Regions from separate parts of the Sus scrofa genome. Here region 1 is linked to region 2. The links are chromatin contacts, called in public promoter capture Hi-C maps. All regions are on one chromosome and are shown on one strand. The core of a region is the stretch at or near the end of the contact, and the rest is flanking DNA. Distances in the headings are between cores, read along the strand shown. Region 1 holds the start of LOC102160410 (atherin-like). Region 2 holds the start of ARRDC4 (arrestin domain-containing protein 4).

Region 1 (6,138 bases), core at 2,738-5,237, 1.4 Mb before region 2:
ATACAGTAAAATTAACTACAAATGAGATGGTTATCTTTGTTTTGTTTTTTGGCTTTTTAATTGTTCCGCCATAACTGAATGAGTCCTAAAACACTGAGTAAAACACCTCTGACTTCATGGCAGCCCTGTAGTTTGTGCCTATCAGCTCCAGATCTGTAGGAGATGGTTGGGAAATCCTTCACTTTAAATCTGAGGCCATCAGAGCGTACTTCAAATACCAAAAAAATCTCTAAGTGGACCAAGGAAGCTCTTCCTCCTCCAAATTTCCCAACTCCATGTTTGTAAAAGATGATTTTGCCATGAAAGTGTCTGCACTCAAGCAGCAAGTTTAGGATTTCCCTATAGTCAATTATTCTTATCTTCTATGAAATTGAGATGAGGATACCCATTAGATTTCCTATCTCAACCCCAGCCCTACCACATCTCTCCTGAGTTTGCCCCTCATCTAACATTCGTATCATTAGGCAATTCCTCAAATTATAGAGATTGAAAAGAAAAGGGGGAAAAAAACCCTTCTCTGAAATGATTTCTTTTCCATCTTTCTCTTCCTCTTTAGGAGAAAGTTATATTGTGTCTCTAATCAACCTGAAATTTGCTGCCTGGCAAATTTGCTCTGTGGCAATCTCATTACAATACCAGGTCCATGATAGTTTAGTGTCTATCCATTATAGGTGTTTAAAAAAAAAAACTTTCAAATCATCCCAGCACATGCAGCTTTGGTGAAATAGGTGATTTCAGCGAAGAAAGGGTGAGGGCTAAAAAGGTTTCAAGAATGACGCATAAGGAGGATCTTTCCTTCCCTAAAAACTAGCTCCTATCTGCCTACACTTCTCTTAGCTCCTACCTTATATTCTGCCTATGTGTGTAAAAGGTATTGAATGCAAAGTACAATCTACACATGTCAATTATATGTATGATTTATTTTTAATCCTTCAACTCGTCGATTTTTAAAACTATCAAGGATGCTTTCCTGTGGTAATTAATTTACCCTTTACATGTGTTCATGTTTCCTGAAGTTCAGTGTGTGTTTTGTGTAAAATATATTAATTGTTCATAAACCTGTTGGCTTACCAGTCTATAGTTTTTTTCTTGATGCAAAGAGTGTATGATGGAGTCACAATTTTTGTACTAGAAATGTTGAAAAATCGTAATCCACTAACTGGTCACAGTAGCACAGAAAGGTTACTGCATTGGAATATAGTGTGTTCTGGGGGATGGGGAGAATTCTATAAGTTTGATGTTTAAAACCAAGTGCTCTGGAAGTCAGAGGCACAACCAGCTTGATGATTTTAGCACACTGAACAGAATGGCACAGTCAATGAAGTTGTTCTCATTGCAGTAAATCCCTTGAGGTAGAATATGGCTTGTGCACGGTTCCTGGTTCCTGTGAGCTAAACTTGGTGTTATTCCCAATTTGGGGCAGAATCTCTGGGTGTGTTTTAATGACTGTATGAATGCCTAAAAGGAACTTGAGGAGCAATGAAGTCGTACTCAACTGTTCTATGACCTAGAAGCATAATCGTTGAAGTCTTTGTCTGTGTACATTGACAAATGTGCATCTGATACATGTGCGCTTACATGTGTGTACAGAGGGTATGTACTGGAGATGCTGGGAGGCTGCCTCTGCAGCGGGCTAAAAGGTCTTTACTACTGGTGGTGAGAGAATGCTGGCTTGCAAGTTAGCTAAAGCTAACGAGAGAGGATAAAGTTAAGGCAAACTGATTTTAATTGTGTCACGACAATGAGATGAAGTCTATTTGTGCTTCTCAGCATCCGAGATCCTTTATTTGAGCAATTAAATTGTCAGGCCACTTACCTGTGAAATGTTAACCCTACAAGGAAAAGAGCCACCGAACGGCTCTTTTTCTCTAAAAAAGAAAAATAAATAGCCACCAAACCAAGCAAGTGATCACAGTTGATTAAGGGAAGGATCTACCATCACCCGGATTTGACCAAATCTTTCGTTTGGAAAATGCCTTGTAAGCTGGGTTCGAGGCACCTTCCCATCCCCGCCCACTAACCCTCTGCAAAGAAACCGGGGAACTTTTCTCTTTCTCTGGCACTGTGGGCACAAAGATGCGCCGGGAGTCCCGGGTGGTGCGCGAGCGGTCGATTTCGTGGCATTGCCAAGTTGAGAGACGCGAAGTCCTCAATTCCATCCAAAGCCTCTTGCGGAGCCTTTAAGAGGCGTTTTGTGTGCGCGCCCCGCGCTCCTCTCCCCGCTGGGGCGGAAACCTCGGGTGCCGGGTGCGGAGAGAGCGGTGGCCGTGCGCCCGGGGCCCAGCGTGGGCCCATCCCCCGCTTGGCGGCGGCGGCGGCACGGCTGCCCCTTCGTCGCCCCCCCTTCGCCCCCCTCGCGCTCCGCGCCACGGCCGCGACACCGCTCGCGCTAGGACCAGGCTGAGCCCGCGGCCGCCATGGCGGGGCCGCCGCGCTCCGGCCAATGACGGCGAGGGGGCGGCGCGCGCGCGCCTGGCCAGGCCAACCCCGGCTGCTGCCTTATAAGGCGCGCCGTCGCCATGGCAACGTGCGCTAAGTTGCAGCAGTCGTGTCAAAGTTCACTATATAGAGAGCTCAGTGAGCTGATCGCGGAGAAGCCACTTCTGCCAGCCCCGGCGCCTATAAATCGCATTCCCTCCCGCGCCCCCCTTTTTAGCATATTTGATCACTTTGATTCTCTGTTCTTTTCTCTCCGCGGTGTGTGTGTGCGTGCGCGCGTGTGTGTTTTCTTCTCCTCCTCCTCCTCTCCCCGAGTTGCCTTCTTTCTCCCGGTGCCGTGCTGCCTTTTTTTCCCCTCTTTCATTCTTTCTCTCCGTCTTTTTCTCCCCCCTCTGCGCACGAAGGATGTGCTTCTAGGTGGTGATCTGCCCTCCTCTCTCTCTTTTATCATTTCTCCCCCGCCGCCGGCGAGTTGACTCTTTCCCTATGTGTGTGAGGCGGCGGCGGCAGCAGCAGCAGCAGCGGCTCCGGCGGCGGCAGCAGCGGCTTCAGCGGCGGCGGCGGCGCTAGACGCGGCGGCTCCGGGCCCGACCCGGCGGTTTCGGCGGCGGCGGCGGCTCCAGCAGCGGCGGCGGCCCAAGCGGCCCGCAGGGAGCGGCGAGCGGCCTCTATCCGGCGAAAGCGGGCGGCGGCGGCCGGAGCGAGCGAGGCGCGCGCCGGGCGCCTGGGGCAGGCGGCGGCAGCGGCCCAGCGCCAGGACGACGCCGCGCAGCGCCCGACGCGGACCACTTTCATGCTGATTCCCCCGGACCCGGGCAGCGCTCCGGCCACTCCGCGGGCCGCCGGCCTCCGCCCCGGCCTGCCCGGCTCTCTGGGCGCGCCCGTGACCGGCGCCTCTGCTCTCCTAGTCCTCCTGATTTCGATGGCTTTCCTGAATGGCTGACTGTGGGCTGCCCTGGACTTGGCCCCCGGACAGTCGCCTCTCCTCCTCCTCTTCCTCCTCTTCCTCCTCCTACTCCAACTCCTCGGCTGCACACCAGCTCTGAGAGCGAGAGAGTGAACGAGAGAGGGAGGGAGAGAGTGAGAGCGAGGGAGATCTTTGGAGAGATTTTTTTTTTTTTTTTTTTTTTTTTGCCTCCAACTTCTGTCTTGAAGCCAGACAATCGACTTGCAGCTCTCCCTCCCCTCCCTCTCTCTCCACTTTCTGCTCCCACTTGCTCTCCCCCGGCCCCATCCCCTCCCCTCCCGGCGGAAAGCCCCCGAAAGCAACAAAGCTGAGCCGAGGGAAACAAACAAAACAAATACACCGGGCCAGACAAGCAATCGACAAAACTTTGCAAAAGCAGAAACAAAAAAGGAAAAACTAACCAACCTCAACCAACCAGCCCCCGAGCCATCCGGGGCGCCCTCCCGCGCCCTCTCGCACCCTTGCACACACAAAAGGCGGCGCGCCGGAGCCCGAACCCGGGAGCCGCCGCCGCCCGCAGCCAGGGGAGCAGGAAGTCCGGACGCGGCCCCCATAGATATGGCAATGGTAGTCAGCACGTGGCGCGACCCCCAGGACGAGGTGCCCGGCTCTCAGGGCAGCCAGGCCTCGCAGGCGCCGCCCGTGCCCGGCCCGCCGCCTGGCGCCCCGCACACGCCACAGACGCCCGGCCAAGGGGGCCCGGCCAGCACGCCGGCCCAGACGGCGGCCGGCGGCCAGGGCGGCCCTGGCGGTCCGGGTGGCGACAAGCAGCAGCAGCAGCAGCACATCGAGTGCGTGGTGTGCGGGGACAAGTCGAGCGGCAAGCACTACGGCCAGTTCACGTGCGAAGGCTGCAAGAGCTTCTTCAAGCGCAGCGTGCGGAGGAACCTGAGCTACACGTGCCGCGCCAACCGGAACTGTCCCATCGACCAGCACCATCGCAACCAGTGCCAGTACTGCCGCCTCAAAAAGTGCCTCAAAGTGGGCATGAGACGGGAAGGTATCGGCCTCTCATTTCTACCCCCCTCGCCTGGGGTCCCGGGGCCCTGGGTGCGTTTGGCTAGCCTGCTCTGGGTAAGGACACAGAAGCCCCAAGCTCTTCTCTTCGTATTGCAGCTGAAAGGGGTTTCATACTAGAAGCAAGTTCTGCACTGGAATCCAGCCCCCTAAATCCGCATGCTTTGGCTGATTGATTTCCTCCTCTACTCTCTCTTCGGGCTGTTTTCATTTTCTTTGCATTGATTGCCAGTTCATTCGAGTTCGCCCTTCTGCAAGGGATGGGGTGGTGTTTGTTGTTGTTGTTTTAAAGCTGGTTTACTCCTCTCTTTTCTCTCAGTTTCTCTCTGTCCTTGTTTTTCCTGCATGTTCGACATATGTCCCTCCTCTCTACCCCTCTCCCCAGCCCCCACCCTCTTAAAAAAAAAAAAAAGCACCCTGAGATTGTACTTTTGTGCTGGAGGTTCAAATTACAAATGGCAATTTTATGCACTTCGCCGTATTAACGCTGCCGCCTGGGCAGCGCTCATGTGACCCTCCGTGGATTAACATTCTGCTAAAAAAAAAAAAAAAATACCTATGTTTTGTTTTTTTCCTTTCACTTTTGAAAGGAGGAGAGCGCGATAGGGAGTAGGGGAAGGGTGGGCCAGGGGCCCTGGGCGGCTGCTTTCGCTCTGCGCGAGTTGGGTCTTTGTGATATGAAATTCGCCGAGAGCCGCGAGCCCTGCTCGGCCAATGGCGCGCCGGGCGCGGGCTCCGGGTTGGGGCGAGCGAACGCCGGGGTTTCTTTGTGTTTCTGCGAGAGCGACTCTCCCCGTCCGGCGTCAGATAACAGCTCGTGCCCGAGCCTGGCCGGCTTCACCCGGCCCTCCCGGGCCCTCCTCGGGCTGCGCCGGCGCCGGCCGCCCGCTCCCCGCCTCTCCCCGGCGTCCTCCTGCCTCGGCCGGCCTGTCTCTCCGCCCTCTCCCTCCGTCTGTCTTCCTCTGAGCACACTGGTTAGGCTGCCGCCAGACCTCGGCTCTCCGCTCGTCTCTCATCGGGGGTTGCCCGCGGGGCTGGGGCTGGGGCGGCGGGATTTGGGGGAGAGCGATTTCGGGGTGGCCAAAAGCCGTCCCGGGTGAACCCTGATGTCTTGCAAAAGCGTCTCACCCTCCCCCCAGCTTCGCCCCTCCCGCTCCCTCATCTCCAATCAATAAAAAATATCAGCTGTTTAGCAGTAAAGAAGAAAGATGCCCCCAGAATGCTCCATTCCGCCCACCGTGCCGAGGACCCCGAGGCAGAGTGGTCAATTCTGGGTCCTCGGCCGCCCAGCTCGGAGCGGGCCTCCGAGGCAAGTGCGCCGCCCTGGCCGCCACAGCTTGCCTGGGGTGGTGATTTGAGGGGAGTGCTGCCGGGCTCCCGGCGACTCCCAGGTCTGTGCCCCTAATGAGCTGGTGAGAGGGGCAGGCCTGCCTGTTCCTGGGCGGCGCAGGGTCTGGGTCAGGTGGGGGTCGGGCTGGGGCAGACCGTGCCGGGGGAGCAGGGGGGCAGAAGCTGGTCATTAACTGCGGAGTGTCTCCTTTCCTCCCCGCAGCGGTGCAGAGGGGCAGGATGCCGCCCACCCAGCCGACCCATGGGCAGTTTGCGCTGACCAACGGGGACCCTCTCAACTGCCACTCGTACCTGTCGGGATATATTTCTCTGCTGCTGCGCGCCGAGCCCTATCCCACGTCACGCTTCGGCAGCCAGTGCATGCA
Region 2 (6,354 bases), core at 2,152-4,651:
AGATTAAAAAACAAACTTTAGAACTGACATAAAAAGAAAAACCTTTTGTATGTATATAGAATGACAATTTTAAAGACTCTTTGGTTTCTCATTAGGAACCAAGGTTTTCAGAAGATAATGAAATAACATCTGTAAAGTTCTAAAACAAAAGAACTGCAGCCCAGAATTCCATATTCAGCAAACATATCCTTCAATGAAGATGTCAGAATAAAACATTATCAAAGGAAGAAAAATTAAGAGAATTCATTGCTAGCAGACCTTTTTCAAAATAAACAATAACAGAAATCCTTTAACTTGAATTGTTCCCTGAGGAAACTATGAGCTTCAGAATAAAGAGCAAGAGATGATAAATTTCTAGGTAAATGTAATAGTCTATTTTCCTCTCAAATTCTTTAATATACATGTTAACTGAAGTAAAAATATAAAGACTGTCTGGTGGGATTGTCAGTATATGAGATGCATATACATGCCAACATAAAGAGAGCTATTGATCTCTAGGTCAACTACTGCTTTAAAAACAAAAATAAAAACAAAACTGAAAAACTATAAAGAGATATAAAGCTAAAAATCAATGGATACATTTAAATGGATTTCTAACAGATATTCGAATAATTGAAAAAAAAAAGTAGGGAAGGGGCAATAGAGAAACACGCACCACATCCACAGGCACAAACAAGCAAATAAAATGATACACCTAAAACCAACCATATAAATGATTATATTGTATGTAAATGCTCTAAACATACCAATTAAAAGACAGGGACTGTCGGATTGGATTTTTTTAAACTTCTCTATGCTGCTATATTAATGTTAGCTGAACTTAAATAGTCATAATAATATATGTACAATAAAAATGGAATTTTATCTGTGGGTAAGGTTGGTCATTCTATAAACTACCTTCTGCCTAGTTGTACAATAGTTTCTGTTAAATATTTTCCTTTTTTAAGGTTTGGCTGAGGGGTTCTGCTCTATAGCACATGAGGCCAGACCCACACAAGCCAGTCAAATTGCTCCAGGTTGACTACTCAACAGTCATTTGCCTTCTTCCTTGTTAACAGAACTCTGACTTTATTCAGCCTTTCAGAGGAAAGAAATCACTGGTCTGAGTGAACTGTGAAAATCTCACTTCTTTTTGCCAGTTAATGACCTACTGGTGCATGAGTGACTCAGTTTTGGCCAACGACATGTAAGAAGTCTGTGGGCATCTAGGAAATATATTTTCCCTCTGAGAGGACAAAGAAGAAGAAAAAAAAAATCCCCCTCCCTTTTTTTGATGGATATAGACTCCCTTGCTTTAATTTTTGAATTTTGTTATATGAAGATGGCACACTTAGAACAGTGGTAACTGAAGCCACCAGGGAGGAAGAGCAGTGATGCAGATGAAAAAGATAAAAGGAGTCTGATGCACCATCCCTGGGAGTGTTTACTACTGAACAACTTATTAAGTAAATAAATATTCTTACCATTTAAGCCACGTTGGCCAAGCTTTCTGCTACCCTGGTCAGAATAGCATTAACTGACAAACCAGCACGGAGTCTCGTGTCCTCAGGCACAGAATTCTATCTGGGCAATTCTGCCTTCTGGGCACTATTAGGGCCATTGTCCTCCCCCCTTTCCTAGCCAGTTCCTTGAATGGAGAACATCTGCCTCTAGAGGGACCAATAATACTGCATGGATTGACATTCACGCATTCAATCAGCCAACAAACACCTAATCCAGTGCTTATTGTGTGCTGAACTTTGCTGAACTCTGAGTTAGGAACTAGAGGTACAACAATAAGGAGAAAAGTTCTGTGCTAAAAGTAAGAGTGATTGACCTTATGCAAATAAATATATAAGGTCAGGTTGTATTTTATAGAAAGCGGCAGAGTAAGAGCATGTTGGGGGCTAGTCTAGATAAAGTGAAAAAGAGCATAACAGCCATTTCGGAAATTTATACGGAGCTCGATTTGTGGCCTTTCCCATTTTTTTTAGGAGGTGATAAGAAAATGTTGGACTTGTGAAGCTTTATTAAATTTCCACATTAATACTCTAAACACAGAACAGTAAAGCAATCTTTAGGGTTATTTAATAAATAAATAGGGAGTTCCCGTCGTGGCGCAGTGGCTAACGAACCCGACTAGGAACCATGAGGTTGAGGGTTCGGTCCCTGCTCTTGCTCAGTGGGTTAACGATCCGGCGTTGCTGTGAGCTGTGGTGTAGGTTGCAGACGCGGCTCGGATCCCGCGTTGCTGTGGCTCTGGCGTAGGCCAGTGGCTACAGCTCCGATTCGACCCCTAGCCTGGAAACCTCCATATGCCGCGGGAGCGGCCCAAGAAATAGCAAAAAAAGACGAAATAAATAAATAAATAAATAAATGAAACAGCTCCATCAAGAATGACTTTTAAATTCCAATGTGAGATTGATCAATTCGTTAGCGCTCACAAACTTGGTATTTTTATAAGGGAAGAATTTATAAGGATGAGAATATGAAGGCCAGATGGTGCATTGATGCTAGATGATAAAAAGAAAAAGGCACAGAATAGAGAAGGAATGAAGAAAGAAAATGAAACCGAAGCGAAAGGAGGCATGAGCGTGGAGAACACGTCATCAAGGCAACTGGAAATTTTCGTGGACTATGATATTGAGGTCAGGAAATCCTTTTGGGTGGGGCAGAAACTCGGGTGGCAGATGTTGTTTAGAAAAACCTGATTGATGACTTTATTTAAAGCAGGAAGAATGACTATTCCAGCCATTCCCGGCTTGGCTTAGAGAGGCTGCGAGCCGAGGTTGGCAGCACAACTACTTAGGGTTGTTCCAGGTTGAGAACCACTGCCTTCATTCTTCAGGTCTGTGGGAAGTCTGAAACCGGGAGAGGCGGTGCTCAGGAAGCTGGAGGTTAAGAGATGCCAAGTTGTTTACTAAGTTCCTGGGTGGCTGGCCCCAAATTTCAAAAGGCAGTAAATGCTGAGTTCCTATTTCCAGGGCATCTACTTCCTCTCAAGTATTGCAGATGTCATATTAAACAGAAGCCACTTGCAGCCACAACTTCGCGTTCTCGTGCGAACCTCAGAGACGCCTGCAAACAGGCCAGGAGATGCTAGAAACCCCGCCCCCGTTTGTAACCATAGGAACGACTGACAAACCCCGAGCCGGAGATTCCCGGTTCCGCCCCCTCCCAAACTAATATTGTTTCCCACTACCTGTCCACATGGGCGCACCGCCTCACTATTGGTCACTGTCCCAGGACTGTGCCTTGCTTCAGCCAATAAACGGACTGTGCACGTGCACACTTGCGTATCCTGATTGGTCACCTCTCCTTGATCACGCACTGCCCTCCTGCGCCAGGTCCTGCGCGGGGGCGCCAATGAAATGACTCAGAAGCCATTTACAACCAATCCACACGCCGCGGGGCTCACAGCCGGCCTATGGGCGCGGGCAGGGGGTGGGCTGTCCCTGCCCCTTTCCATTCCCAGCTGGGTTTGTTAAAGCTACAGGCCCTACGGCGCGCCGAGGCTCCACGGGGCACAGCACAGCGGCCACGGGGGCCTTCGGCGTGCGGTTGGCGCCCGTGACATCGGCGCCACTCTGCTCCCGGCCCCAGCTCCCGGCCGCTGCCGACCTCTTTGGCGCGGCCACGTCGCCCGGCAGGATGGGAGGCGAGGCGGGGTCCGCGGCGGCGGTGGTAGGCTCCGAGGGCCGCGTGAAGAGCCTGGGTCTGGTGTTCGAGGACGAGCGCAAGGGTTGCTATTCCAGCGGCGAGAGGGTGGCGGGGCATGTACTGCTGGAGGCAGCCGAGCCAGTGACCCTGCGCGCGCTGCGCTTGGAGGCCCACGGCCGTGCCACCGCCGCCTGGGGCCCGAGCGCCGGCGCAGCGGCCCCGGCAGCAGCCTCCGAGGTTGAGTACTTGAACGTGCGCCTGAGCCTCCGCGAGCCTCCGGCTGGTGAGCATGGCCCGCGGCCCCAAAGAAGGGCTGGCGGGACTGGGCGGGGGCGAGCTGGTGGATGCCCACCAGCTAGGTGGGCGGAGAGGGAGAGCTTCCGGAGATGGGGTCCGCCCACATGGTTGCCAGAGCTTCATTTTGGTCGCCTTGACCGGCGGGCAACAATGCCTGCGTCCCACACTTCATAGCACCAGGGAGGTTATGCCCACCTCTACCTGGCAACCCGCCCCTGGCTCGCTGGGGTCTGACCGGCACCTGGTCCCTAGTCAGGGACCGTCTTGGACAGCTCTTAGAGTGAGCCGTTGCCATGGGAACCTATGATGAGCAGTTTGAAATGAAGGATCTGGGAGTCTAAGTCGTGTCCCTCTGGCCTAAAGAATGGAGGGGAGATCAGAGTCAACGGGTTTCATTCTGGGATGCCCAGTGTTTTTATGGGCCTTCCCTTCTCCCCATCCTGGACCTAGAGGCTTGTTCTTGGTTCATGATGAGTTAGCAAAACCTCAGTCTTGGAAGGAGGGAAGTAGTTCCTGAGCAGTAGGAATTCAAGGGAAGTGACTTGACCATCATACTTGGTTTCCCTCTTTGGAGTTCTGCCTCTATCTTACATTCTTTAAATTTATTCTTCGTTTCTTTTTGTTTACTTTGCATCATCTTCCTTCCTCCAGTACTGTCACCCTCATAGACCTTTAGTGACCATAGGATCTGGGCACTGTAAGAGTTTCTGGAGGAATGATGACCCTTTTTTTTTTTATATACTCTTGTGAAGCCCGGTTAATGATACAGGTTTTTCTGTAAGTATCCATGTGGAAACTCACCACATGGGTATTCCATCAATATTAGATGCAAAAATCAATTCCGTTAATCATGAATTACTAGTAACAATAAGTATTAGTCTTCTTTAGGGTGGTAGAAGCTACTTTAAACTATTTTACCTTTCCATCTTACCAGCTTCAGCAGTTATCTGTAAAATTAAATATAATAGTATAGACTCTCTACCTGCAAAGAGTAAAATGCAGTGTATCAGTGTTTAACCTTTGCTCTGACTTATATAAAATCAGTAGTATATACAGTTTTGCCATGTCCTACTGTAAAGGAGTGGACCGTTAATAGTTAAATCTTCAAGGTATGTGGGAATCAAGTGATCCCAAAAATTTTAATGAGGAAAATGTATATGAACCAAAGGCCTCTTTTGGATAAACAAGTGCAGTGTTAGGTGAGAGCTCTTACTTGCCTTATGCCCTTTGATCAATGTGGTTTCCAGAATCAAGCCCCCCCCCCCAAGATGTAACAGACCTCATGGATTTTCAAGATGGCTGACTGGAGTCAAGGGCAATGAAGAGGAAAGTAAATTGGTTTTTGTCCAGGACTTTGGACTTTCTGTATCTCTGTGCCCATAACTACTGAGTAAATAGACGTAAGTTAATAGTAGTTGGACCTGGGGTTAGCAATTTTTTTTTTTTTTTTTGCTAAAATATGGGCTATCAAATAGTGTTTTGAATTGCAAGTAAGATTATGTTTTGTCATTCTGATGGAATAGAATGGTGAACGCTAGACAACCTGAAAATCTTGTTTTAGAATGTATTGTAACAGTTGACAAAAAAGTAAAATTATGGTCTGTTTTAATTGATTTCATTGAGAAAGAAATAATCACTCCTGACATGTTACTTGGAAGAGGTTAGCAACGTTACATGGTTGTAGATTCTTAGGTACATTTAATTCTAAAACCTAGTTGAGTTTCAGTCACCTCCAGAAATTGGTAGTAGTAGTAGAGTTCCTATTCCTTTTTGAGTCCCAGTCTCTGCCTCTGTGATGGTCATGGCTTCAGCATTTCTTGAGTGCCCTAAATTACAAATCTGGGCTGAAGGACCATTAGCAAATGAAACATCTTATGACATTGTAGTTCTCATTGCACAGGACGAAAGTAATAAACCATGAGAGCAGAAGCAGAAATTGGGACATGTTTCAGCTTGTGGACATTTTAAATTAATAAACAAGAGAATAAAAGATGGCAGAGATTTAATTCCAAATACTGTAACCCATGTTTATCAACTTTCTCAAAAATATTCTCCTGTTTATGTTTGGAGGTGGTTGAAAATCTCATTTTAAATGTTCCATTTCCTGTGTTGATTTGTATTTTTCTCTGAAGAGGGAATTTCATCTCTCTCATCCTTTTCCAGTGTCCTGTGCAACTCTCTCTTCTCCAGGCTTGCCTGCCATTGCCCTGCCTCATGTTGTTGCCTTCACCTAAACCCCTTCTCACCCGTCTCTTTGCCAACCTTTATAACAACTACAGAGGTGGTCCTGAAGATGCCACCCGCTGTCCCACTATGGACTCTAACATGCTGTTTTCATTATTTCTGTACAAGTGTATTCAGCTTCCTTTCCTCCCAAGGTCTCTTTGGAGACTGAAGTTATTTACCTTTTAAACCACT

What was found. Promoter capture Hi-C pulls out the DNA fragments that hold promoters and counts their contacts.
Region 1: a contact with region 2 is called in a promoter capture Hi-C map of liver, with 7 times the contacts expected there. The contact joins the promoter of LOC102160410 here to the promoter of ARRDC4 in region 2. A contact is called at or near these places in 1 of 5 promoter capture datasets (liver) and 1 of 2 datasets of contacts at active chromatin or transcription factors (skeletal muscle).

The regions. Positions count from the first base shown.
Region 1 is chr7:83,082,083-83,088,220 of Sscrofa11.1, reverse strand. LOC102160410 (atherin-like) reads right to left here and starts at 3,987. Exons shown (of 4, transcript XM_021099351.1): 1 at 1-3,987. The coding sequence starts at 3,960. The coding sequence ends at 2,887. NR2F2 (nuclear receptor subfamily 2 group F member 2) reads left to right here. Exons shown (of 3, transcript NM_001190253.1): 2 at 5,976-6,138.
Region 2 is chr7:81,666,631-81,672,984 of Sscrofa11.1, reverse strand. It overlaps ARRDC4 (arrestin domain-containing protein 4), which reads left to right and starts at 3,401. Exons shown (of 8, transcript XM_005656327.2): 1 at 3,401-3,922. The coding sequence starts at 3,631. The region is part of intron 2 of LOC106504490 (a long non-coding RNA gene); the gene reads right to left.